Regions from separate parts of the Mus musculus genome. Here all the other regions are linked to region 3. A link is a contact called in public promoter capture Hi-C data. All regions are on one chromosome and are shown on one strand. Each heading gives the region's core, a stretch centred on a gene start, on an enhancer-like site or on the middle of the called end of the contact. The rest is flanking DNA. Distances are from core to core; before and after follow the strand shown.

Region 1 (3,414 bases), core at 768-3,267, 1.3 Mb after region 3:
TGTGCTGTCCTACTTCTGGACCCATACATACACACGTGGCTTCCCCCACCTAGGATGCTGCCTAGGTGAACTCAAAAAACAAAAGCTAAGAGGCAGCACAGCCACAATCACAAGGGTGAGAGCCTGCTGAGATGTGTGACTGGGACATGGTGACCCACTGGCTAGTGTAAGTAGCTGTGTGGGGCCTCTCTTTGCCCTCTGTACTTTAGGGTAGTGACAAGGTCTCCATAACCTACTGTCTTGAGTGTAGCAATGTAGGACACGCCACAGGACTCAGGCATGAAGGAAGCATGTTCAGTGTAGTGAGCGACATCAAGTGCAGGGGTACCTTGCCAGATATCCTCGGGCTCAACCAGCCCCCACAGCACACACAGCCTTGTATGTGTTATGGTGTTCACAGCTGCAGGCTCTTCTCACCTGAAAGGCCATGAGCCCTCCAAGAAGCTACTCTGACGCCAAGGACGGAGAGTCGGGAAGCTGTGGAGACCCCAGTCAGGTCTCTCCCCTTCACCAGGCCTGTTTTCCCTCCTCAGGGGCAGAGACTTTCCATAGAACAAGAGTGCAGGGACTTCATCATTCCAAACCCCGAGCTGGCCCAGGGCCTTGCACCCGGGAGATGCTATGCTAAGGGAATGCAGAATGAATGGATGGATGGGTGGTTGGGTAATGAACAGGCACTTTGATAGGGCCCATCCCTGGACTGCCACACCTTAAGTATAACCCAGAACACCCAGAGGCAAAGTTCTCCTGGCCTGTGGCCCTGTGTTCTCAGCAGACCCAAGTTCTCAGGCCCTCTACCCAAGAGGACAGGCCCTTCCTGGACAACCAGAGGCCAGCAAGGGGGCCCCGGCTGCTCAGCAACAAACATTTATCCAGGGAGGGTGCTGGCAAGCTAGAGAGATAAACTACAGGTATTTACTGGGTGTCCACTGTGGGCCAGGCTCTGTGCCCAGCACCTCTTAGGCCTGTGGTCATTTGAGTCACACACCATTACAGAAAGGAGACACTGTACTTGGAGCCACTTAAGATGAAGTGACTGGAGGGGTGGTGCCTACCCTGGAGCCCGGAAACGTCTCACCCCAAGGCCTAAGCTCCGCTCCGCTCCACTCTATGGAGCCGAGCCGGAACTTCAGAACCATGGCTAATGGACCTTCCCACCAGAGAGGCGGGCACTCCCAGAGGCGTGTCAGATGGAAGCTCTTACAAGTCAGGCTCCCAGGGGCTGCATGCCCCCTTGGCGGCTGGCCTCTGCCGCGCTGCTCAGGGCGTGGCGCCGCAAATTCTCCCAAACCTGGCCTGGGTTTGCACACTCCCTGCAACTGGGAGCTTTCTCCAGTGAGCAGCCCGCAGCGTAGTGAAGGAAACTGTCACTCCCTGCACAGCCGAGCAGGAGTGCGGCCTCTCTGGCTCGGGGGAGGGCGGGGCACAAGGGACAAAGTCCAGGCCCAGATCCTCGCCCGCCCTATCCAGACCCTCCCCCGGCCCAGGACAGCCCACCAGCACCCCGGGACCCCGGAGAGCGACTCGGCCGCGCAGCCGCAGAGCACACGAGCGAGCCGCTCGCAATTTCTCCCTGCTCATCGCCGCCTCACTGCGCCTGCGCGGCGCGCGCGCCGGCCGAGCCCCTCCAAGGCTCGCTGTTTGACAGTTCCCACCGCGGTTCCAAGGCGCCCCGAAGGCGGTCCGCGCGGCCCGGAACGCCCGGGGCTGTGGCGGCAGCTCGAGGAGAACGTCCTCGGAGCCGGGGCAGGCTCTTACCTGCAGGGTATTCGACGTGGGTGAGGGTCACTGGCCGCCATGAAGCGGGGAGCGAGCACTGTCCGTCCGCTGCCATCTTACCCGGAGACCGGGCTTCGCAGAGCAGCCAATGGGGAGCAAGGGGGGCGGTGGTCCTGACCTATCACGCCGGGGAGACGCCACGCACCCAATCCGAGGCCGATTGCAGGTAGTGGCGCAGCCATTCAGTGTGCAGGTCGTGAGGCTGGCCCGTGCGGCGAATCAGAGAGCGGGGACTCGCGCAGCTTTGCCAGTGTCCAATCCCGTGCGAGTTCAGGTAGTTGACTAACCAATCAAGAGAATGGAGCACTCGCAGCGCAGGACAGAGCGCAGAACAGCCAATCAAAAGGTAAGCTTAGCTCGGCGTGTGGGAAGGGCGAGCCAATCAGGCGCTATCTCGGGGGGCGTGTTGTACTTTGGTGGGAGCTTTGGTTAGGCTGGCACCTGCGCCCAGAGTTAAAGCTCCTGAGAACCCAGAGCGCAGTGGAGGAGCAGCCTCAGCACCACCGGGTCTCAACCGACCCATTTGGAAAACAAAAATGTGTTCCTCACTATGAAGGCTAGGCTTGCCCCAGCATCATTCTGCCTCGTCCTCCAGGTTCTGGCTTCCTGTCCATAAATGTAAACTGAAGTCAAAGACCTAGTGCAGTTTTTTATTGCCCTTTACTGACAGACAAGAGGTGCAGTTCCGCAAAGGAACTTTTCTGTTAAAAAAAAATTATTGGTCCTCACTTCTGGGATGTAGCACATATTGTAGATATCTTAGATGGGATGCTATACGTTTCAATTACGCCGTAGCGTAGTGAGGCCACTTGGGACCATTTTCAGTATAATCCAGATGTTCCATCTACCCTTCTCTGTTTCCCCATTCTTGAAGAAACATTCTTGAAGAAACAGCCACACCTCCCACCCACGTCCCCTTTCTGAACCAACTCTCTCCAGACAGACCTACTTACTGTCTAGGCCAGATTCCAATTCCTCAAATTTCTCTGCAAGGAATGGGCACACACACTCCTGCCCCATTTGCCTGGCCCAGGCTGACTTGTCAGTTCATAGCTTCAGGTTCTGAAAATTAAGAGAAGGGCCTCCACAGAAGCAGGGGGATCTCTGTGAGTTGGAAGCCAGTCTGGGCTACCTCAGAAAGGGGGTGGGGGAGTTCCAGTGGTCTCCCACAATTGCACCTCCTTTGCCTACCTCATCTCTGGCTACACTTGACTGTAATTATTTCCTTGTCTGCCTCTGCCAGTATGCAACGGTTCTCTGACCTCTGACTAAGGCCCAGAGCATGTACAGTAAAAAAATAAAAATAAAAGCAGGTTCCGGGTCTGCCTTAGACCTGGGGGTACCCAGTAGGTCTAGGTTGGAGCCTTGGCCCTCCATATTCTATGTTCTGAGGTCACTAGCTACAGTGGCTTAGTCTGGCAGCCCGTGGAAGCCAGAATTGTAGGTTACTCTAAGTAGGCTGGGGACTCAGAATCCCCCAGTGGTGTTCAGCTTGTCTTCCGTCTCCCTACCCAGCCTGAACTTATCCAGCTGGGCCCACCTCCTAGTCACCTGCCCTTAGCTCTCTCTCTCAGGCAAAGTCATTATTAGCCTTTGAAAGAAAGAGGTGTGAGACGTGGTCATGAGCTTCCTAGA
Region 2 (3,453 bases), core at 472-2,971, 1.5 Mb after region 3:
TGAATGGGTCTAAGAGGGATCTAGAACATGTCACACCTGGGGGTGGGGTCAATTTGTGCCAGGAGGTCAATACAAGAACACAGAAGCCAACACGGGTGTCTAGCAGTAAAGCACCTAGAGCCAGAAAGGTGCAGACGCTGTCCAGGCCACCTCTGCACTGTCTCCTCAGCCGGGATCCAGACACCTGGCTGAAACTGAGCCACTACTTGTTCATGGTTAAAGAGCCAGAACTGAGGCTGCAGGCTCGCCTGCTCCTCCAGGATCCCACTTCCGGAAGTGTACCTCAGGCAACATCGTCCATGTGGGTACCTTCTCCTCTGGACTACCATGGGGCTGTCCTAACAATGCTCAACCCTCAGCTTCTATTCCTGATGTCTGTCTCCTCTCAGACTGCAGTGCTGAGGAGGCCAAGGACACATTTCCCAACATAAGTCCCAGTCCAAGGCCAACCATAAAGACAGGGCAGGTGAAAGAGCCCAGGGATGGCAAAGAGGTTAGTATATGTATCCCACCTAGGTTCCTCTGCGGTCCCCCCACAAAACCTGCAATCATTTTTGCTTCCTCCCTTGAAGCTCCTTCAAGCAGCAAGTCAAAAACCCAGCCACCTGCCCGGATTCCTGATTCACAGGGCAATCCCAGAAGCCCCCACTCTCTACAAAGGCCACTGAAGTGTAACGAAACTGCTCTGTAGCAGGTGTCCTCAGCAGACGAAAACCACTGGGGAGGTGGTGGGTCACAAACGTCTCTTGGTCTCCTGCCTTGTCCTCTACAGACCCTGGGAGACAAGAAGGTCCAGAGTCAACACCCAAAACCCAAACAAGCTATGGAACTGGGAAAGCAGGGAGTCAAGCCACCCCAGTATCTCCTCACAACACTAGCCTCCAGTCCCTGCTTCCCCTGGACTGCCACAGGGGAACCTAACCTTCACCAACTGTGTGGCCAGGTCACTTCCACTGTCCCAAGCCTCGGAACATACTCTTATCCTCCTTATCCTCCGTCCCCAGCACAAGAAGCAGACCTCCTGCCCTTCCTCCTGCGCTGTCTGCTAGTCTGTGTGCTCCAGAGAGCAGAACAGTCAGCAGGGGTTGAAGGTTTTGCTGCCACCTTTCCAAGGCAGAAGGTCTTTGAAACTTTCAGGTCCTCCATTCTTTCCTTCTCAATTTAGCTTCCAATTTCATTGTCCCCTGGCTTCCCAAGCTGTGTTCCTTCAGCCTGGACGCGTCATTGCTGACCTCCAGCTCTTCCAACCTCACCTCCCTAGATCTGTCACTCCTGCCCAATGCATACATGCGACGGGCTAAACCAATAGGAGAATCGGTCTTTTCCAGCCTGAGATTCCAAAGACCAGGGAATAGTCCCGCAGATCAGAAAGAGGGAGGGGTTCAAGGAAAGAGTTCGGCACCAAGTACTAGGGGAGCCCGGGTGGAACCTCTGGGAAGGTGCACGTGCGCGGAGGGGCGTGGATCTGCAGGGACCGCGGCGGAAACTCGGGTGAGAGGTGCGAGCGGAGGTCGGGCCCGCGTCATTGGATTCAGGGAGGTGACAGCGCGTCCCTTTCCATACTCGACCCACTCACCAAGGCCCGCTGTTCTCGGCCGCCACGCAGGCAGCCCTAGTCCTGGGTCTGGCTACCCACAGCCAGTCGCGCCGTGGGTCTTTGGCTCCTTGTTTTGTTTGTACCGCTTCTTAGGTCTCCGCCCCGGAAGTGATGTCACCGAGCGCAAATGCTTGGGGATCCTAGGCTGTCGCCCAGTCTTTAAAGGGCACACAGAGCTTCGCACTGCTTCTGACAGTTCTCTTGAGCTAAGCTGCATCTGGGCGGAAGTAGCCCATCTAGGGCTCGGCCTCTTTAAAGGAACAGACTTCTGCAACCTTGGGAATACGTTTGGGGTCGCGGGTTATTGGACAGAGCAGCGCTATTGTTTGCTGAAGCAGGTCAGTTCCTGGTTGCCGTGCGGGGTTTCATCTAGATCGTGTGTTGAAGTTAGCTAAGGTTTGCGAGTGCTGTAGCTCTTTGATCCATGTGCTCCTGTTTGTATGTGATGTGTAGCTTCTCTGAAAGAAGGATCTATCCCCTGAGAAAAACTTGCACACGCGGTCTTGGCAGCTCTACACTCAGTCACAGAACCAGTTAGACTAGTTCTCTCTGCACCCACGTCCACTCTCCCAAGGTAGTCCTGGCCAAGAAGATGCAGACTGCGCTAACGGAGAATTGCCTGCAGAGCTAGCGCCAATAGTCTCTGTGGGTCCTTCTGGGTTCTGTCGGTTCCCGGGCTGCACGGCAATTGGATTCATGTACTAATGTGGGACAACTTCCAAGATAACTTAGGTTAAAATAATAATAATAATAATAATAATAATAATAATATTTTTTAAGTTAATGGGACAGAAAGAATAGCCTTCAGTCCTACTGAAGCCTGCTATGGTCAGATGTGCAAAACCCATGTTCTACCAGGCATATCACAGACATGCCACATGACCTGCAGGAAAAATGGGGCTGAAAGAGGCTGAAAGAGAGGGTGAACGAAAGAGAACAGGGCTGTCCCGCGTAGGTGGACTCCAAGGCTTACAGTCCTCCATAGACCTGGAGTATCATCTATGAACAAATGTGACCACAATGGTAGACACCAGGTGGCCCCGCTGGTGGGTTCACCGTTTTATACACACCAGTTCTGTTTACCAATGGGTGAGGCACAGAGTTTGGAAAAGGATTCCCACAGATGTTCACTCCCCTCCCACCCGCAGGAGGGTTTGAAGACACCAGGTCTCTCCCTCTGCTTCCTGGGAGCCTTAGCACTAATTTTTGGATCTCCTGTGTAGTCGACCTAGTAGGGAGCTCAGGGTCTCACAGCCAACAGGACACTGTTTCCACCCTATGTTTCTGTGAGAGCAACAGACAACCTGGCAGTCAGTTCCTGTGCTGAAAACTTTTTTTTTTAAGATTTATTTATTATTATATCTAAGTACACTGTAGCTGTCTTCAGAAGAAGGCATCAGATTGCATTACAGATGGTTGTGAGCCACCATATGGTTGCTGGGATTTGAATTCACGACCTTTGGAAGAGCAGTCAGTGCTCTTAACCGCTGAGCCATCTCTCCAGCCCTGAAAACTTTTTTTTTTAAGATTTATTTTATTTATTTTATGTAGCTGTACAGATGGTTGTGAATCTTCTTGTGGTTGTTGGAATTGAATTTAGGACCTCTGCTCGCTCCAGCCCAAAGATTTATTTATTATTATAAAAAGTACACTGTAGCTGTCTTCAGATGCATCAGAAGGGGGCATCAGATCTCATTATGGGTGGTTGAGCCACCATGTGGTTGCTGGGATTTGAACTCAGGACCTTCGAAAGAGCAGCCAGTGCTCTTACCCGCTGAGCCATTTCACCAGCCCGTGTTGAAAACTTTTGTATAGTACAAGGAACCAGACTGGGTGAAGTTAGAGGGGGAATTCTC
Region 3 (3,220 bases), core at 420-2,919:
AGCCCTGAGCCTCACACTCTCCGCAGACAGTCACATGGACGTCTCCATCTTAAAGTAATGTGCTCAAATGTCACTGCCTAACATCCTACCTCCACATCCCAGGCAGCACAGGGATCCCCAACTGCTCCTGGTCCACCCCATTCCCAACTACACACCTGTTCTCCCCCTTCCGCTGCATTTACGATTTTCTTGTGGCATTTACTGTTTCTGTTCCTTGCTATATCTTAACCTCCACCAGGACACGGGTGTTCACTTTGGTACCCCAACCACACCGGCTATGTTGAACACATGCTGCAACTATGAAGGAATGAATCCTAAGATATCTGCCATCTAATACCTTAAACTTAAAGCTTAGAGGCAACACTATAAACACTATAATCTCATTTGTACCAAAAAAAAAGAAGAAAGAAAAAGAAAGAAAGAGGAAGAAAGAACAAACTAGGTGCAACGGACAAACGGCCACACCTTTGAGTTAAGAATTTGGGAGGCGGGCTGGTGAGATGGCTCAGCAGGTAAGAGCACCCGACTGCTCTTCCAAAGGTCCTGAGTTCAAATCCCAGCAACCACATGGTGGCTCACAACCATCCGTAATGAGATCTGACTCCCTCTTCTGGTATGTCTGAAGACAGCTACAGTGTACTTACATATAATAAATAAATAAATCTTAAAAAAAAAAAAAAAGAATTTGGGAGGCAGAAGCAGGTGGATCTCTTGAGTTCAAAATCAGAGCGGTCTACATAGTAAGTTCCAGGACAGTCAGTGCTACATAGTGAGATTGGAGGGTTGGGGGTGAGGGGGGGGGACGACGGGGGGGGGGGGACGGACAGACATCGGGAAGACTGGCTACCTAATGCAGATTTATCTTTGGTGGTAATACAATGGTGGATTTTGCTCTCCTGCCCCACTTTTCAGTTAATACTCACTAACCTACCAATTCCTGTTGTCACCACTGTCTTCCAGGTGAGGATACCGGCCTTAGCAAGGTGCTAAACTAAGGATAACAATGTCAGATGTCCGACTCCATAGACAGCCCTAACTGCCACATGTTGTGACTTTCCGTGCTAAATTTGTATTGTTGGGTACAATATGTTGCCTCAACCCCCGCTCCACCAAAATTACTGCTTCCAAGTCAGGCTTGTCGCTGAGGTAACACTGAAAGAGATGACCAACCCCACTGTCCATTCAGAGGGTTGTAAGAAGGGCCCTGCAACCAGCCCTCCCCAGTTCTCCCTCCCTAGGAAGGCTCAAGAATCTTGAGTTTCAGGATAAGGGTCCAAAAGTTCCGAACGCCATAGATCAAAAGAGGGAATCAGGAACTGACAAAGGTGCAGCCAAGATGCCGGGAGTCAGAAGCGTGAGGCTCGCAAAGGAGGGAACTAGTATGGATGCTCCGATGTGTCCCGGGTAACTCGGGGACTTAGATACAACGGGACAGGAGGCCTGGGTTCCGGGACAGCGGGCCACGTGCAGAGAGCTCTGCAGCCGCCTCCTGAGGCCTTGGGACCCCCAAATCCTCACGTACCGCATGAAGCCTGTGTCCGTGGTGATCGTGTCCCCCGGCACCACCAAGTGTTTCTTAGAGTCGCGGCCCAAGCTCTCACTGAGAGGTTTGCGAGCTTTAGGGAGCCTCATCTCCAACGCCATCTTGGCGCCAATGACTTGCGCAGGCGCAGCTCTACACCGCTCCTCAACTCCCGCCTTCCTTCAGAGAAGCGACCAATGGGAATGGATAGTGTGGCAGCCATGTTGAGTATTGGCAATATTAAGTTAACTCGTGGAAGTGAGGGCACCAAGCTGCCATGTTTACTATTGGCAAGAAAGCACCTGCGGAATGATGAATTCTCATGTCGTAAGGGAATATGACATTAGTTTGGTTTGGTGTTTGGATGTCAGTTTTGTGTTTGTTTTAGAGGAACGACCCCGTGTAGGGCTAGCCTCAAACTCTGTATAGTTGAGGATAACCTTGCTGAGGTCCAGATGTTCATGCCTCCACCTCCCAAATGCTGCGATTACGTGAGTTTGTGTAGGTTGTGGGTTTGGTGGTGGTGGTAGTGGTAGTGGTAGTGGTAGTGGTAGTGGTAGTGGTAGTGGTAGTGGTAGTGGTAGTGGTAGTGGTAGTGGTAGTGGTAGTGGTAGTGGTAGTGGTGTTTGATGCCCAAGAGGACAAAAGAGGATGTTGGAGTCCCTGTAACTGGAATTATAGAAGTTTGTGAGCCATTATGTGGGTGCTGGGAAACGAAACCAAGTCCTCTGGAAATGTGGCCAGTACTCTCAACCTCTGAACCACCTCTCCATTCCAGGTGTAGGATTTTTTAAAGACAGTGCCTCATGTCATCCAGGTTGGTCTCAAACTAGCTGTGTAACCCAGGGTATCCTTGAACTCCTCCTCCTCCACCTCCCAGGAGCTGGGATTACAGGTGTAAGCTGCCATACCAAACTGTATGAGTTTTTACCCAAACTGTTCCATTTCATCATTTTATTTATTGTTGGCAAGTCTAGAGATTGAGAAATGAACCTTGGCATCCAACTCAAAACCACTATAATCTAATATTTTGTAGACTATAGATTTAGGACCGGGATTTACAGGAAACACCATCTGAGGAGAAGCTAGAACCCTCTGAATACTGCTCCTCGTGGGCCTTGTCTTCTAGCCCCTTAGGTGCTGTCCTCACCTACTGCCCTATGGCTCTAATGTGCTTTAGTAAGGACCTCTTCTGAGTGATGACATGTGTCTGCTGAAAGATGACTGTTGTAAACAGTCATGTGACAAGCAAGTCTGTAGGGAGGCATAAATGTAACTTTTATTTTCCTGTTGTAATTGTTGACTGGGAGGTTTACTGTCTTTGTTTGCTAACCTAGGTCTAGTTCTGGAAGCTTCTAGACTCTGTACAGTCTTATCTAGGCCTAAAATGTTTTCAGCCTCTGAATTGCTGCTGAATAAGCTCCCCCTTTCTAGTTCTTTCTGAGCTCTGGCTGGCTGATTCAACTCAGTTGTTCTGTCTCAAACTCTTTTCCCAGCTCACTTATTAGATTTGTCTTTTCTCTCAGCCTCTAAATTCCTGCTTGGCCTCAAACTAACTCTAGCAATCTTATCTAACCGTCTGGCTCATTCTGTCTTTACGTGTGTCTCACTTGTTCTTTCTTAAATATGTCTCTATAAAACTCTTGAAGTAATGCCAGACAGTAGTGGCACACACCTTTAATCCCAGCACTTTGGAGG
Region 4 (3,649 bases), core at 30-2,529, 1.3 Mb after region 3:
TGGCGCACTCCCAGCACATGGGAGGCAGAGGCAGGTGGATTTCTGAGTTCGAGGCCAGCCTGGTCTACAGAGTGAGTTCCAGGACAGCCAGAGCTTCACAGAGAAACCCTGTCTCGAAAAACAAAAACAAAACAAACAAAAACGACACATTCATAGAGATTTTGTATAACTTAAAATAAATGTCTGGTTTTGAATTCCACGTGTTCATATATTTAGGGGGGGGGCGCCACAAAAATGGTGCTTCTTTTGATTTTCAAATTTTCTTCCTCCTGAGACTTTCTTTGGGACCACAAAAAAGGAAGTGTGGTGGAAGGTACATCAAACACTATCAAAGTACGAGCTGAGTTTAGCCAACCTAGCCACTCTGTAAGAATTTTCCAGTCCTTCTTAACTACACGGAGTCAGCAAACTGCTTTCTCCTCCTCCAGGAAAGGGGGTCTCTACTGGAGCATCTGGCCTCTGTCTCTGCCCTAGTTACTTGAGATGGACCACAACGAGGCCACAGTGTAAATAAAAGTTACAGACGACGATGCCACCAACCCTCTCATTTTGTACAAACAGCCTCTTAAAATTAGTGGTTTAGACACCGTGGGCAGTTTCTCTCAATTAACTCTGCAGATACTGAAACCCCCAGAGCCAAGCCTGCAGGACGGAAGGAGGGACGGAGGGAGGGAAGACATGCAGGGTGGGCAGGACATGCATGAAGGAGCCTGGCGTCCGAGCGAGGCCCAGGTCCACCCGAGCGGAGTCTCATAAAGAACGCAGCCTCCTGGATCCCTCTCGCCCCGACCCCAGGCAACTCTGCCCCCAGGTCCAGAGCCTTTCCCCTGACCGCGCTCTGCCCGCCCGCCCTGGCCGGGTCGCCCTCACCGCCACCCGCCTGCAGCCCAGGCCGTCAGCCCTGCCTCCTCCGTCCCCAGAGCTCCTCAGACTCGGGAGACCCCCCGAGCCACACCCCTTTCCCACCCGCACGCCCGGGCCCTCCAACCGCCCTACCTGGCGGCGGCTGCCGCTCGCCCTCGGCCATCTTCTCCGTGAGGAGCCGGAGCGGATGCTCGCCGGTCCCTCTCAATGTTCACCCCGCAGCTCTCCCCGGCTCCGCCAAGCTTCCAGCAGGGAAATGAGCGCTGACTGGCTAGGACCGGAAGCCGAGAATTACAGTCACTCGCGCGAAGGCGGCAGCCATGCCGGTGCGAGGCACTCAGGGAGCATGCCCACCAACGGCCGTCTCGCGGCGGCCGCGCCGACCGAGGCAGCGGCCATCTTGGTGCGGGGCGCCGAGGAGCATGCGCACTAACGGCTGCCGCCTGCAAGCCAACTGCGGCGCTGGCAGCCATGTTTGTGCGGGGCGTCGGGTTCTGTTTGCTTGTTTGTTTGTTTGTTTGTTTGTTTTGGTGAGGGGTGATGGAGGGAATAGGTATGGCAGCAGTATTCTTGCGGAGCAAGGCCACCTGTCATCTTCTTTGTGCATGCCTCCACCCAAGCAATCTGAGACAGTCCCCAGTCAACAGTTGTGTTCTCCTGCCATTCCTAGAGTGACGTTCAAGGACACCAGTCAGACTTGAACGCACGTGACCGCCTCGACAGCTAAGGTGGCTTTCGGAGGCGGAGAGCACGAGCGGGACAGCGCCTACCGTTGTGACCCCGTGACGGGAGCCCAGCGCCGGGCTGCTAACAGCTGAGCTAGAGGTCCGTCTCCGCAAGCCCCGCCCTCTGCGGCCACTCCCCGGCTTGGGCCCACCCCGAGATCGGGGCGAGCGGCCGGGGACTGCGAGCCACCAAAGCTCCGCCCCGTGAGTCCTGCCCCACCGGCAGCCCGCCGGGCCCGGTGGCCGCGGGGCCGCCTCTACTGGCTAGCGGCAGTGACTCGGCGACCTTGAACCTAGAACCGGAGCCGCGAACCCACTGACCCCAGCACCCCAGCAGTGGCGCAGTCTTTACCCAGCGCGAGGGGCGGAGCGGACCAAGTGTCCGCAAACAGACTGGGACGATGTTAGCCTTTGCTGCCAGAACCGTGGTGAGTTCGCCCAGCAGGGCCATGGACGGGACAAGACGGGCGGGCCTCCAGCAACGGTCAAGAAAACCCCAGACCGGCTGGTAGGGTGCGATCTGCAAGGTGGATAAAGGAGACCAGGTAAGGGGTGGGTTCGATCCCAGAAGAAGACTGAGAAACCTAGGTTCAAGTCTTTTGTACCTTTCCACTCCACTCCTCCCTAATGCTCCCAGTTATTCGGACTCAGACACCTGTCGGGGCTACTGGTTAGAGAGCTCAGCCCTAGGCTATGCTTCTGCCCGACTAGAGCCACTTCTCCAAGCCTACCCAGTCTCCTTGAGTTCATCAGATGCCCACCCTCCCCATTGCATATTGCTAAGAGAACCTCAGGTGGAGACTAGTACTGAAAATCCCCCAAACAGGCAGGAGGAGGCAGGAGGTGGCAGGCTGCCCCTCACCATCCTTATCTAAAGCAGCTATCCTAATGGTGAGCTCCTGTCCTCTCTGATTCAGGCTGTCTATCCAGCTGTGAACTGGACTGCCCTGTCAGACACTGGGTTGGCAGCTAAGACTGAGATTCTACTAAGAGTCCTGGCAGCACCTGAGACCCTCCTCCAAGTCGTCCCGCCTTCCGTCACCCTCTGGGACCACCTTACTGCATAAGCATTTTAATGCTAGGGAGACTGAAACAAGGAGACAATCAAATCCCATGGTTGTGCTAATAAACTGAGCCCAAATGGGGTCTTTTGGCTTATTACTCACAGCAGAAGCACAAAAGTGTATTTCCCCCACTATTGATCCCAACCTGGATGATCCAGAACTCATTTAGAAAAAACAAACAAACCACCAAAAGAGGGGTGGCCACCAAGGCCCTGAGGTCTGGAAGGGAAACAGCTGGGCAGGTGTGTGGCAATCGTTGGTTGTCCACTAGTGGCCCTTCCCTGGCATCTCCTGTCTTGCACCATTCCCAAGCAGGGCTGATTTCAGGGCCACAGGTTAGCGGCCAGCCTGTTTCCACCCTCCAGCCAAGTTTTCCCACATCAAAAAGATCTATGAAGATTTTGACAGGTGGATTTTTTAATACCTCTCTTGGCTTGCCTCCCTGGCACTGGGCCCATCTAAAGAAGACAGGAGAGAGCTCCCAGTCTCCTCTTACCTCAGTACCTACTTCCAGCCCACTTACCTGCCTTACTCCTCCTCTTCTGGAGGCTAGCGAGAGGCAGAGCGGCATCTGCAGCCCCACAGCTACCACTGCTCCAGCCTTAGATGCTACCACGCCAGTGGCTACTGCCTCACCACCCTTCACGCCTGAATTGTGAGTCTTGTCTTCTCTTTCCAGTCCAGGCAGGTGGCCGCTCTTGCTAGTTTCTGCTCATCCAATTGGTAGCACAGTTAGGCTTAGAGGTCCAGCCCAGGCAGACAGACAGGGCTCACATCCTCAGTCCTGCCATGGAGGACGAGCAGCAGAGAGAGAAGGTATGGAATGGCGCTACTGCCGCTTGCCTGCCACTGTGCCAGCAGCCTGGGCCCTTCCTGTCTTGCTTTCTGCCACCTCCAGAGTCTCCGGGACTCCCTCTTCCTGCCTCTCTCTGCCACCTCTCATCCTCCATGCCAGGCCACTCAGCGCTCTTGCTGCAGCACTACCCACGCCCCTCA
Region 5 (3,545 bases), core at 419-2,918, 1.7 Mb before region 3:
TACAGATGGTTGTGAACCACCATGTGGTTGCTGTGATTTGAACTCAGGATCTTTGGAAGAGCAGTCAGTGCATGTGCAGTGTATGTGCAGGTGATGCACACGCATGCAGAGGTGGCCAGAGGAGGATGTCAAGTGTCCTGCTTTATACTCTCCATCTTATCCCCATGAGATAGGGTCTCTCACTGAATCTGCTAGCCAGCAAGTCACAGCAAGTCTCCAGTTTCCATCCCCCAAATCCTAAGCATTAGGGTTACCTCTACAAGCACGTCCATTTTCTTTCTTTCTTTCTTTTTCTTTTTCTTTTTTTTTTTTTTTTTTTGGTTTTTCGAGACAGGGTTTCTCTGTGTAGCCCTGGCTATCCTGGAACTCACTTTGTAGACCAGGCTGGCCTCGAACTCAGAAATCCGCCTGCCTCTGTCTCCCAAGTGCTGGGATTAAAGGCGAGCGCCACCACCGCCTGGCTACGTCCATTTTCTTATGCGTGTCCTGAGCACTCCACTTTACGCTAGACCATCACTCCTAACTTTATAGCCATCTACCCAAGCTTCCTCAAGCTTGCGCTCAGCTCTCAGCCTCTCTGGATTCCAAATTTTCTAAAAGAATCCTCACACCATGCATCTCTTGTTTTATCTAAGGGAAACAGTTTAAGACTATCCTTCGGGCATCACTGTGTTCTTCATGCAAAATAGCAGACGTTTGCCTCAGAGATCCCCTATTCCCTCACCTCACTCTTAAAGTGGTTTAATTTCTGCTGATTCTCTTGTTTTCCTCTCCCTCTTCTTTTAAATAGTGCAGTATCTAAATCTTTCCATAAGCGACGCCATAGCAGCAAAAATTACGTTATCAAAATGATCTTGTCTACAAGTCCAAAGAGCATCCTACCCTCCTTTCTCTTGTAGGCGTAACAGAATTTTGCTGTGGTTCTGACTTTAGGGATTCACAGCCACCCACTGGCTTCCACGGTCTTTGTAACTTAGTATCTCTGCCTTTAAGCCAGATGATTTAAGCTCTACTCACTGCGTTTGCCTGGCCCAGCCATAAAAGGGTCTGGGTGCAGGGAGACAGCTTCCAGGCCCATTCTCCCTGCTTTGAACGCTATGGTCTTGGGCAAGACCCTCTTCAGGCCTAACTTTTACCTGTTGTGAAAACCATGGGTCAGTCTCAAGGACCTCGAAGTGTGTTATTGGATTGACTGTGATTGTCAATTTGACAGATTTAGAATCACATAAAGAAACCTAGGGATAGGTTTGTGAAGAATGGGACTAAGGTGATGATGTCTTGCTCACAAAGCCTTTTTTTTTTTTTTTTTTTTTTTTTTTTTTTTTGATGTTGTTGTTGAAAACGATAAACTCTAGGTAGGAATTTAAGAAGGACACTGGGTGAGGCCTGGAAGGATGTTTGTAGACTGAGTCTATTTCTAGGCAGGGGGTGGGCGTGGCGGGCGGCTGAGCCCGACGAGAACAGCAGAGCATCCTTGCAAGCCTGAGCGTCTGCAAGACCGAAGCGCAGGCCGCGGCTGGTGGGGTGGGGGGTGGGGGGGTGGGGGGAACGGGGACCGCTGCTGCAGCGGCTGCGCACTGGTGCAACCAGCCGGTTCATTTGCGTGTCTCCGCCCCTACGGCAAGCTGGTTGGAGAACCCTGGTATGGTGCCGCGCGCCGATTGGCTGAGCCGGCCGCCGCTCAGGCCCAGGAGTGGACGGTTCCTACTGCGGCTGGGCACCGGCTGGGCTCCCGCGTCGGCCTCGCGTTTCAAGCTTGCGCCTGGCTCAACCTCAATCCGGCCCCGGTCTCGGAACGAAGGCGCCGCTGCCGCTGGGCCTCTCGCAAGACCATGAAGAAGCGGTGGCAGCCACTGCGGCCCTCGTCAAGGTGACCAGCCCGGACTACAGCGGTGAGAGGAGCGGCTGGCGGGGCGGGGCCCTGGGCGCGAGCCGCTGCAGGTGCGGGGGGCGGAGGGGGGGGGAGAATGGGGGCGGGCGGGGCGGGATCCCCGGCCGGAGGGGGTGGGGCGGGGCCTCGGCTCGAGGGTGGGACCTCGGCTTGGGGTTGGAGGGGGGGGCGGGACCATGGCCAGCTCGGGTCCCAGGGACGCGAATGACAGCGTGTGGTTGTCGGGGAGATGGCGGAGCGGGGGGGGGGGGTGGTGGTGGTGGTGGTGGTGTTGGGGGGGAAAGGGCGCAGGTGCAGGAGGCGGGTCCCGCGGCCTGATGGATTGGGGGCGGAGCCTGGGCGCGAGGCGTGGGGTCTGGAGGGAGCTCAGGTCTCTGGGACCAGAAAGGGAACCTGTGTGTAGGTTAGCGGCGGGGAAAGGGCTCAGGTGCGAGGGGCGGGGCATGGGGTGGCAATGGGAGGGGCTGCAAGGAGAGTCTAGGGAAAAGCACAGGTGCAGTGGGCGGGGCTGGGGAAACCCTGTAGGGGCGGGGGCGGGGGGAGGCAGGGGGCGGGGCTGAGGATCATTGGCAGGTCCGGAAGCAGGGCTGCAGGTGAGGACTAGCCTGAGGGTGAGTGGGACCCTTTTTGGAGAAGGAAGAAGCTGCCCTCTCCGCCGCCGTCTTGGGGCTTTGGGTTTTCTGCAGGCTCTGGAGGCATCCATGGTTGTCTCTTGGAGGGGCAGGCCAGGGCAGCCTGTGTCTTTGCTGAGTCGTACAAGGATCGCAGCTGCCCTGGTTAATAGGCCGACTGCTTTCCTGAGCCAAACCGAGCCCTAAGTGGGCACACTGCCTTTGTTGTTGTTGTTGTTGTTTTTGTTTTACTCCCCTGTTGCTGTTGAAGGAGCTTGGCTGGATTTCGGGGTGGTTAGGTTTCATTGGTTGATCAGCTGTTGGAAAATGTGTGCTCTTCAAGAGTAGTCGTTGATGCTATGCTCGGAAGGGTTCTGGATCTCATGGTAGCAGATGCTCATGCAGATCTTCACAGTGCTGGTCTCAAAAAGATAGAAAAGGCAGCGTGGTGGGGGCGAAGAGGCGGAATGAGAACTTGGCTCTTTGGAGCTGGGACAGACACCTGGGAGTTATTTTTGCCTTTTTGTGTGTTTTGTTGTTGTCAAAGTGACCATCCCTGGTGCCTAATTGTGACCTTCCAGGGCCAGAGGGGAATTCCTTGTCAAGAGGTGAGTTAAGGTCTCTTTCTTGCCGGGCAGTGGTGGCGCACACCTTTAATCCCAGTACTTGGGAGGCAGAAGCAGGCAATTTCTGATTTCGAGGCTAGCCTGGTCTACAGAGTGAGTTCCAGGACAGCCAGGGCTACACAGAGAAACCCTGTCTCAAAAAAAAAAAAAAAACAAAACAAAACACACACACACACACACACACACAAAGAAAAAGAAAAAAGAAAAAAAGAAAAATAAAAGTCTCTTTCTCTTGAGAGTTTGAATCACATTTGTGTTGGGGAATTCCCTCCTCCAAACTAGAGGTGGTTTAGATTATGGTACTCCCTGTGCAGCCTTGGGCAGGAATGCAGCCTGGGGAGCCATGATGAATGGAAAGGGAAGCGTGTTTCCCTTGTTGGCTGACCTTTGGACCCCAGGTCCAGTGTGGATCTTAGC
Region 6 (3,436 bases), core at 797-3,296, 1.6 Mb after region 3:
CAAGCTATCTTCAATATATACAAACATCTCACTTCTGCTAGGGTAGAATCCAGTCCCCCAGACACTAGGCTGATTTATATTCTCAGGGCTAGCCTTATCTTTATTGAGCTGGTTTTCTTTCTTTCTTTCTTTCTTTTTTTTGTTTTTTTGCTTTTTTTTTTTTTTTTTTTTTTTTCAAGACAGGGTTTCTCTGTGTAGCCTTGGCTGTCCTGGAACTCACTTTGTAGACCAGGCTGGCCTTGAACTCAGAAATCTGCCTGCCTCTGCCTCCCAAGTGCTGGAATTAAAGGCATGTGCCACCACCGCCCGACAAGCTGTTTTTCATATTTGATGCCTTGAACTCTCTCCTTTCCCTTGACCAGGTGAAGAAAGCCTCTTCTAAGCCTCTTTGTCCAGTTCAGCTGGACGTAGTTGGTTCCAAGTCTGTTTTAAGACATTACTCTAGGACTTTCACAGCTTTGGGCTTTTTAAGTGTGATTAAAAAAATTATATCTTATTATTTTTATGTTTATGGATGTTTTGCCTGCATGTGTGACTGCACGTCAAGTGCATGTCTAGGGCTTTCAGAGGCCGGAAAGAGTGTCAAATCTCCCTGGAACTGGACTTGCAGACAGTTATTAGCTGCCACGAGGGTCCTGGGAAGTGAACCTGAGTGTCTTGGAAAAGCAAGCAGCCAGTGTTCTTAATCTTTGAGCTCTGAGTATGATTTTTGGAATCCTTGGTGATGTTTGCAAAGCAGTCCTTGTTAGGAAGACTTTTCTATGGCTTTTTATTATCCCTCCCAGTGCTGCTAATCTAATCGGCCTTCCTGGCCTTGGCTGCTCTGCTGAGGGGCATCCTGTCCCTGGGTGGTGCACTGAGAACAGGACCACGGCAGGCTTCCTAGTCTCAGAAAAGAGGAAATAGACCCAGAGGCCTAAACTAGCAGATGGTTGTCTAGAGGCTCCAGGCTTGGTTTGGGGGATCAGGCAAGCCACCTGTAAGATCTTACTGGGTGACTTTGGACGATTCCATATCTGACTGTAAGAGGCACAGGAGTAATAACAATTGAGCTATAGGGGTAGTTCATTGGTAGAACATAGGAGCTGGCATGCAGAAAGCCCGGGGTTCAACCCCAGCACTTCAAAAAGCAAACCAGCTAACTAACAAGCAAGCACACGGAAGGCTAAGGATTTAATAAGATAAACACTCATTTCTAAGCCTCTGCCGGCAGTGGTGGCGCACGCGTTTAATTAATCCCAGCACTCGGGAGGCAGAGGCAGGCGGATTTCTGAGTTCAAGGCCAGCCTGATCTACAAAGTGAGTTCCAGGACAGCCAGGGCTATACCGACAAACCCTGTCTCGAAAAACAAAAGAAACAAACAAAAAAACCCAAACAAACATAAGCCTTTGGGTGCTTGGCTTGACACACTATAGGCACGCACTAACTTGTAGTTAACATTTCGTGTGTGTTGAGGACTGAACCTGGGGCCATCTATCATTGAGATCAACTTCTCCTGTGGTTAGTCTCGAATTTTAATTTAACAAGCATTTTATTTTATTGTTTATGTAAATTTATTATTAGGCCTCCCATCCATTCAATCCCACGTTCGATCTGTGTATGATCTATTTCATTCCATTCATTGGAAATGATGCCAACTCAAATGGCGCAAAGTACAGTTCTGGAGTAGTCGGCTGCTTCCAGCCCGGCCGGTTCTCCGGACCAGCATGGCCCACTAGGCCTGCGGCGGTCCTGCCTCTGCGCCCGGCCGCTCAGCGCCATCTTTGAACCTGGAGCCCACGCCTCACTTCCGCTCTTTTCCTTATACCACGAAGAGCTGTTCCGGACCCCCAAATGGCCTCTGGGCATAGGGCAATCCCAAATCGCTGCGGTTTTGTTGTATTGGCTGATAAACATTTTCATTATTTTTCTTCTGGGCCTTAAAGACGATGCTGTAACCAGTTCAAAAACGGCGCCCACAGCTTCACTTCCTCTCGTCGGACTTCCGTTTGTGGGGGGCGAACCCGCTAAGGTCACGTTCCAGGGCGCAGGCGCGAGAGGGCGGGACCGTCGCCATGGCAATGTGCGCGTCGCCCAGGCCTTTTCGGCGCGTTGGAAGCGCTGGAGCTGCTGCCCTGGCTGCTGGCGGGGCTGGCGGCGCCGAACGGCGAGGGCGGCCTGCGCCTCTTCAGGATGAGACCCTGGGCGTGGCGTCCGTGCCCTCGCAGTGGAGGAGCGTCCAGGGGATCCGCGGGGAGACGGTGAGGGCGCGGGCCCGCTATGGCAGCGCGGGCGGGAAGGCCTGGCGCAGCGTTGTGTTTTCACGGCTTTTTTGTTTTTGTTTTTTCGAGACAGGGTTTCTCTGAGTATCCATCCCTAGCTGTCCTGGAACTCAGAGATCCGCCTGCCTCTGCCTCCCAAGTGCTGGGACGAAAGGCGTGCGCCACCACTGGTCCGCGTGTTTTCATGTTTTAATGAAAAAACTCACAGATGCTTTCGCGTTAGCCTTTTTTTCGGTCTCTGAGGAGAAAGAAACCAACCAACGAAAACAAACAACAACAAAAGCAAACCAGGACAACAGAACTCTTAGGGGTCCCATGCTGTCGTTAAATGACATGTAGTTAATTTACATGGTGGATCGTGCACGTGTCACAGCGCCTGTGGAGGTCAGAGGAGAACTTTACACAAGGTTGTTATTTCTTTGCACCACGAGGGGCCTGGGAATCCAACTCAGGGTGTCATGCTTGGCTAAGTGCCCTTACCAGCTGAGCCATTTTTGGAAGTTTTTTTTTTTTTTTTTTTTTTTGTGAATAGCAGTTTTTAGGCATTTCAACTTGACATTATTGGTGTTTGAAATGGTCAGATACCTTGAGGGCTAGCTTGAACGGTTTTCTATGTTCCTTTGTTGTTGTTCTTTTGTTTGTTTGTTTGCTTTTGTTTTTGTGAGACATGAGTTTCACTGTGTGCCCTGGATGTCTTGAAACTTGCTCTGGAAACTAGGCTGGCCTTGAACTCAGAGATTGCTGGAATTAAAGGCCTCTCTCACCACTGCCCTGCTATGGTTTTCTAGTGTAACCCAAAAACATACAAATAATGAGATAACGGAGGCCTGATGCTGACCAACTGGTGTGTTAGGGATTCATCAGCAGGGAACCTGGAGATAGCTGCTTTCCCGGTGGTTGCAAGGATTACAGTAAGCCATGTATGTAGACAATGTACTGTAATGCCACATCGGTGTGTCATGTTACCGACAGAGCAGGGCTGAGGAACTGTTGGAAAAATGGATGTTGAGTGGCATTTGAGAAGACCAGATCAAGCGTGAGCACTGGCCGACTCTGGAGCTGGGGTCAGCACATTTGTTTGAGGTGTTGGAAGGGGCTGGAGAATCCTTGAGGAAAAGGGAGAGTGGTCCCAGGTTAGGCCAAAATGGGTAAGTAGAGACAGGTCAAGTAAAGT

What was found. Promoter capture Hi-C pulls out the DNA fragments that hold promoters and counts their contacts.
Region 1: a promoter capture Hi-C map of pre-B cells shows a contact between it and region 3, with 5 times the contacts expected there. The contact joins the promoter of Dolpp1 here to the promoter of Exosc2 in region 3. A contact is called at or near these places in 3 of 39 promoter capture datasets (the C10 cell line, liver and pre-B cells) and 1 of 115 datasets of contacts at active chromatin or transcription factors (microglia).
Region 2: a contact with region 3 is called in a promoter capture Hi-C map of cranial neural crest. The contact joins the promoter of Kyat1 here to the promoter of Exosc2 in region 3.
Region 4: a contact with region 3 is called in a promoter capture Hi-C map of liver, with 4 times the contacts expected there. The contact joins the promoter of Ptpa here to the promoter of Exosc2 in region 3. A contact is called at or near these places in 2 of 39 promoter capture datasets (liver and pre-B cells).
Region 5: a contact with region 3 is called in a promoter capture Hi-C map of pre-B cells, with 2.8 times the contacts expected there. The contact joins the promoter of Ralgps1 here to the promoter of Exosc2 in region 3.
Region 6: a contact with region 3 is called in a promoter capture Hi-C map of liver, with 4 times the contacts expected there. The contact joins the promoter of Wdr34 here to the promoter of Exosc2 in region 3. A contact is called at or near these places in 2 of 39 promoter capture datasets (liver and pre-B cells) and 1 of 115 datasets of contacts at active chromatin or transcription factors (microglia).

What each region holds. Positions count from the first base shown.
Region 1 is chr2:30,390,857-30,394,270 of GRCm38.p6, reverse strand. Dolpp1 (dolichyl pyrophosphate phosphatase 1) reads right to left here and starts at 2,017. Exons shown (of 8, transcript NM_020329.4): 1 at 1,759-2,017. The coding sequence starts at 1,834.
Region 2 is chr2:30,204,115-30,207,567 of GRCm38.p6, reverse strand. Kyat1 (kynurenine aminotransferase 1) reads left to right here and starts at 1,721. Exons shown (of 13, transcript NM_001356474.1): 1 at 1,721-1,935. Gm31201 (a long non-coding RNA gene) reads right to left here and starts at 1,719. Exons shown (of 2, transcript XR_374214.4): 1 at 1,577-1,719.
Region 3 is chr2:31,669,164-31,672,383 of GRCm38.p6, reverse strand. It overlaps Exosc2 (exosome component 2), which reads right to left and starts at 1,669. Exons shown (of 9, transcript NM_144886.3): 1 at 1,523-1,669. The coding sequence starts at 1,644.
Region 4 is chr2:30,413,680-30,417,328 of GRCm38.p6, reverse strand. Ptpa (protein phosphatase 2 protein activator) reads right to left here and starts at 1,279. Exons shown (of 10, transcript NM_138748.5): 1 at 997-1,279. The coding sequence starts at 1,027. Crat (carnitine acetyltransferase) reads left to right here and starts at 1,581. Exons shown (of 14, transcript NM_007760.3): 1 at 1,581-2,017. The coding sequence starts at 1,991.
Region 5 is chr2:33,369,617-33,373,161 of GRCm38.p6, reverse strand. It overlaps Ralgps1 (Ral GEF with PH domain and SH3 binding motif 1), which reads left to right and starts at 1,668. Exons shown (of 20, transcript NM_175211.5): 1 at 1,668-1,892.
Region 6 is chr2:30,047,489-30,050,924 of GRCm38.p6, reverse strand. It overlaps Wdr34 (WD repeat domain 34), which reads left to right and starts at 2,046. Exons shown (of 9, transcript NM_001008498.2): 1 at 2,046-2,241. The coding sequence starts at 2,056.